2 separate regions of the Arabidopsis thaliana genome follow, and region 1 is linked to region 2. The links are chromatin contacts, called in public ChIA-PET maps. All regions are on one chromosome and are shown on one strand. The core of a region is the stretch at or near the end of the contact, and the rest is flanking DNA. Distances in the headings are between cores, read along the strand shown. Region 1 holds the start of AT5G53420 (CCT motif family protein). Region 2 holds the start of AT5G53330 (Ubiquitin-associated/translation elongation factor EF1B protein).

Evidence for each region. ChIA-PET counts read pairs in DNA pulled down with a chosen protein or histone mark.
Region 1: a contact with region 2 is called in an H3K4me3 ChIA-PET map of shoot, with 12 read pairs. The contact joins the promoter of AT5G53420 here to the promoter of AT5G53330 in region 2. A contact is called at or near these places in 8 of 26 Hi-C or Micro-C datasets (cotyledon, leaf, root and 3 more) and 1 of 2 datasets of contacts at active chromatin or transcription factors (shoot).

Annotation. Positions count from the first base shown.
Region 1 is chr5:21,672,038-21,674,737 of TAIR10.1, reverse strand. It overlaps AT5G53420 (CCT motif family protein), which reads right to left and starts at 1,280. Exons shown (of 4, transcript NM_124721.4): 1 at 951-1,280; 2 at 1-170. The coding sequence starts at 1,055.
Region 2 is chr5:21,637,783-21,640,482 of TAIR10.1, reverse strand. AT5G53330 (Ubiquitin-associated/translation elongation factor EF1B protein) reads right to left here and starts at 1,267. Exons shown (of 5, transcript NM_124712.3): 1 at 1,046-1,267; 2 at 910-962; 3 at 660-827; 4 at 134-241. The coding sequence starts at 1,247. AT5G53320 (Leucine-rich repeat protein kinase family protein) reads left to right here and starts at 2,085. Exons shown (of 2, transcript NM_124711.4): 1 at 2,085-2,700. The coding sequence starts at 2,146.

The sequences.
Region 1 (2,700 bases), core at 31-2,530, 34 kb before region 2:
CAAAGACCTTGTGAAGTGTCTTCACCACAAGAGATCATAGTCAAAGCAGCAGAGAGTGGATCAACGGTTAAGATTGGTTCTTCAAGAATTGGATCAGGAGCTCTAAAAAGATCACTTTCTTCTCCAATATCATACTCAGATATGTTTGATGACTCAACAAAAGTGTTGTTCTGCAAAAAAAAGGACAATCATAAGTAACATCGAATCAGTGACCACACAAGACAGAACATAGTTAGAGACATTCAGACAGTGAAACATAGATCTTTTTGTTGAGTGGATTCGTTCAAAAAGGGTAAGAGAAAAAAGAATCTTCTTCTTTCTTTAGTGGAGTATTGATTTTTGAGAAGAAAGAGCCAATTAAATAACACAAAACCAATTCTATAGTTTTATAAATCAGAACAGAACAAGTCTTGAAGAACACGGAATCTCATGTGAAAAAGGAGCAAATTCCCATTATCAAAATCAAAACCCACAAACAAAAAAGAGAGACTTTCTTTGGTGTCCCAAGAAAACTCCTTTTTTCAATGGAAAAGAAAATTTTGGCTTTTTGCAGCAGAAAAAAGATTCCGTTTTTATTCCTTTGAAAAAACCTAATTTTTTCTTACTCAACTTTCTCAGCAGCCAAAAACACATTTTGCTCATGTCAGCGGAACCAAAATATCTCATCAAGTGGCTACAAAAATTTCACCAGAAAAAAAAAAGTTAGCTACTTAACACTTAAACACCACAAAAACCACTTCACTAGTGGACAAATTTTAACTTCGTAAACCAAGAAAAAGAGGAACAAAGAAGACTAGTTACATCAAAAGACAAAAAAAAAACCTATCAGAATCTTTAACCAAAACAAAGTGTTTAAAAATTGAAAACCAATCTCAAGTAAAGAAAAAGAAGAAAGATCTGTAATCAAATGTAATGAATTGAAAAAAACAGAATTGAAAGAAAAGTGAGACCATTTCATCGGAGAGTTTGTATGATTTGAAGAGGTCTTCGAATTGTTGAATATCTGGGGGACAGTTTTGCATGTAACGGAGCATTAATCCAGAATCTTGATACATTTTGAGTTCTTGGTCTTTGTGAGAGAAATTCTTGGAAGTATGAGATGGTTTTTAGAGAAGAAGAGAACATAAAAGAAAGCAAAAACAGAGGCCAAGTTGGGATTTTGAGAGGAAAACCCTGAAGGAAAAAGTTTGGTACTTGGCTCTCCTCTTGCCTTTTTATGAAAGAGAGAGAGAGAGAGCTCTTTAACAATTTCTTTTTGTTTAGTTGGGGGTACTGTGGACACGATAGAGTAAAAAGCCCATAAAGCCATTACTATTATTTAATCTAAAAAGATTTTTTTCTCAACATAATAATAGAGAAATTGTCTTTTGTTGTGTATATATTCAATAGTTTATTTTTTCATATTTATATATGTTGCACCGACTAAAACTTTAGCATAATGGTTTGTGCTAATCTTGTAAATGTATCGATTTCAAATTTACATGTTTGGAAAACGAAATGTTAAAAATTTATCAAAACATTCAAATATTTTAATTTTGGCTAAATTGGTTAAATTATCAGTGAACTTTAAAACTCCAAAAAAAATAAAGTCCTACAAGATATTTTTTTTTTTTAATTTTGAATATTTATAAATGGCTAGAAGTGGTAAAATTACAATAAAAACGAGAATACGGGAAAAACAAAATTCCAATTAATCTCTGATTGGCTTACTAGGTATTACACCATGTTTAAATGCCAGATTACTGCCTAACTAATTTTAGAAATTTGAACATTAGTTGTGCTTAGCTTTTTTCCATCTTTTCATCAAGAATAATCGTTTTGGTATTGTTTTTGCATTGCTTACAACTATTAATATTCTGTTCGCACATAAATTAGGAATCACTTTGATTATGAAATTTGCAAGGTGTTTCTAGCAACTAATTATGGTTATTCACAAGGGATTAAGAACCAAGATATAAGACAGTTAAATTTTTTTTTTTTTTTTTTTTTGTCAAGGATATAAGACAGTTAAATTTGTATCAAAAGTTTGATATTTTGTTTGATCTTATTTGAGTTTTGAGTTAATTATTTTTATATGTAAGCATGCAATTAAAACAGGTTCATGAGCATGACGACTTGCAAGGAAAATCCATTAAACTGTTCTTGACTATTTTTGTATTTTATTTTATCACATGTCTTTTTATATATTCCATTGTTTCAATCATATGGTTCTTTTCTTTTTAGCAAAAACACTATTCCAACTGTACATATTACACGCTTACGTATTTCCTTTGCCAACAACATAAACTTTTGAAGTTTTTAAGAATTTTACTCAATGAAAATGACCCTGGTGTACAAAATAGGGTTTTAATATTGACAAAAACAGATTAAAACAAAAGAAAAAAAAAAACATTTCTTGAATTAAGATTTTAAGAGTTGACAAAAAAATGTATGATGACATGATCCATTGTCAAATATATAGCTGCAAATATTATCTCCTTACTTAAGTCCATTCTTTCCTATAAATTTAAATTTAATCCCAAAGTTCTTGACGTTAGATATTCTTACAATTACATCATTTCAAGAATCTAATTCAATCTAGATACAATACACCATAGTGATAAAAAGACAAAAAAAAAAAATGATAATAAACCATATGAGATTGGGATAGATAAGAACTGCCAAGTTGAAATTAACATTAAAACAAGAGACTGATGTTGA
Region 2 (2,700 bases), core at 18-2,517:
GTTGATCACGGTTTTAAATGATGGACGGACTCAAAAGTATATATGATCGCTATAACCACTAGTTAGAATCCGTATAAGCTTCATTAGCTAATACAAGAATAAAATCTATAGTGAAGGGATGAAGATAAATCACCTTTGTGGGATTATCACCATAGTTTGCAACAGCTATGTTGACAGCTTCTCTGTTGAGCCCAGAAGCAGTATATTTCATCACTACATGATCTACACCCTGCATTTGACCCTGCATTTGGAATCACTTATTAACGAGAATAATGCATATATAACGATCATACACTGTAATGCACAAATCTACAAGATCTTCACCCAATTCGCATTTTTAAGTTAATACATAGATGATCCACAACAATTCATCCTAGACATCACAATTGATACTATAGTTTAGTGCCATTAATCGTCTAACTCAACAAAGCTTCCATTCTGTTCCCGTGTGATGATCCACACTTGTTCTTCCTAGACCTCACATTGACACTATACATTGGTGCCATCTACAAAGCTTCCATTCTGTTCCGGTTAACTACGTTCATCGATGATGATTCACACTTGTTCTTCTAGAGAACACATCGATACTATACGATGATGCTATTAACCACCTCAGCCTAACTTTAAAATGCTTCCATAGATTTTAAGAAGAGCCATACCACTGAAGAAGGTGATGGTTCATGAAACTTAGCCGGTGGATTCTCACTCCCAAATTTACTCCAATCTGGATTATCTTTCTCTGCCTCCGCGAGAACTTTCCTCTCTAATCCGAAATCGAACTGAAAACTACTCCGATGAATATCTCCTACTCGAGGCAACAACTGAGGCTACAACAATTTGCAAATACAATGTAAAACTACTTCAAATCTTCAATCACAGAGTTTAAAGATCAAACATACAAAATCTTACCGGCGGAGTAATCCGATACTCAGGCTTCAAATTCACTCTGATTCCTATTCCAGCTACCAAAATCAAATTCAACGATCAAAACCAATTACTAATCAAATTCGCGTAAAACCAAATTCGAGATCAGAACAAGACTTACATGAAGGAGAAGTGTTATGTTGAAACGAAGAGTTTCTCTCCGGCGGAGAGAAAAACTGTGGGCCGGGACCGGTTTGTTGACCGATCTTAGGGTAACCGTACATAGGATGGTTAGATGACGGAGAAGGAGATGTTGATGGAGGTCCATACATAGGTCGAGGGTAAGAAGGACCACCAGACTTGTTTCTGTAATCGTAATCCATTGTTGTGTGTTTGTTTTCTAGTTTGAAGAAGAATTTGCAGAAAAGAATAAGAAGGAAATTGGAAGAAGAAGTCTTCAAGGAGATCAGATCTGTTTGGATATGTGGATTAGTGTATCCTTCTCCAGCTTTGACTTGATCTTGTTTTTGTTTTCAGTTTTTTTTCTTTTTGAATTGGGCCATTAAGGCCCATACATTATCATCCACATGCCGGAACCAGAGCAAAAATGAGAACCACTTTGCTGTATACTTATGTTTATATAGATCAGATCAAAAATACTGATTTTTTTTTTGTCAACAATATGTGTGTGTTTTTTTGGAACAATATGTGTTAAACGGGTGTTTTGATAATAGACTATGTTCCCACAAAACTATGCAAATCTTAGGATGAACCATGAAACTCTCTTTTTCTAATTTCAACTGTTACAATACACGACTTAAGGAAGGTGAGTGGATAAGGAGAGAGACTCGACAATTAGCATGAACCATGAAACTCACTTTTTCTAATTTCAACTGCTACAAGACACTACTTAGGTTATACACAACAAAAATCAAAGTTCAAATGTTGAAAAATATTGTCCAGAAAAAAAAAGTAACTTTGAAAATTCAAGTAGCTTTCACCGTGATTTTCTCAGCAAACAAAAACAAAAACAGAGTTGTTATGCATCAAGTCAACAACTCGCCGAACCTAACATTAACCTAAAGCAACCCACTTTCGTTATAATACACACTGATAAAACAAAATTAAACCTATTGAATAATTCTTACAATATAGCTCCACAAAAGTCAATAATTGTAAACTTATTATATATCTAACTAATCTCACTTCTTCATCTTCATCCATTATTATAAACGCCACTTTACTCTTAAAACCAGTTTTTTCTCCACCCTAATTAAGAAAATGAAGTGCCAAGTTGTTTTGATACTCATCGTAGTAATCTTCAACGTCTGCATAGAAGCAGAGACGATCAAAGAAGATAAACACACTCTTCTTCAATTCGTTAACAACATCAATCACTCTCATTCACTCAACTGGTCACCAAGTCTTTCTATATGTACCAAATGGACCGGTGTTACTTGCAACTCCGATCATTCCAGTGTTGACGCTCTTCATTTAGCAGCCACGGGTCTACGCGGGGATATAGAGTTAAGCATCATCGCCAGGTTAAGCAATCTTCGGTTTCTCATTCTTAGTTCCAACAACATCTCTGGAACTTTTCCTACAACTTTACAAGCTTTGAAGAACTTGACAGAGCTTAAACTCGACTTCAACGAGTTTTCGGGTCCTTTGCCTTCTGATTTATCTTCTTGGGAGCGTCTACAAGTTCTTGATCTCTCTAATAATCGGTTTAATGGTAGTATACCATCTTCGATTGGGAAGCTAACTCTGTTACACTCTCTGAATCTTGCGTATAACAAGTTTTCTGGTGAGATTCCTGATCTCCATATTCCAGGT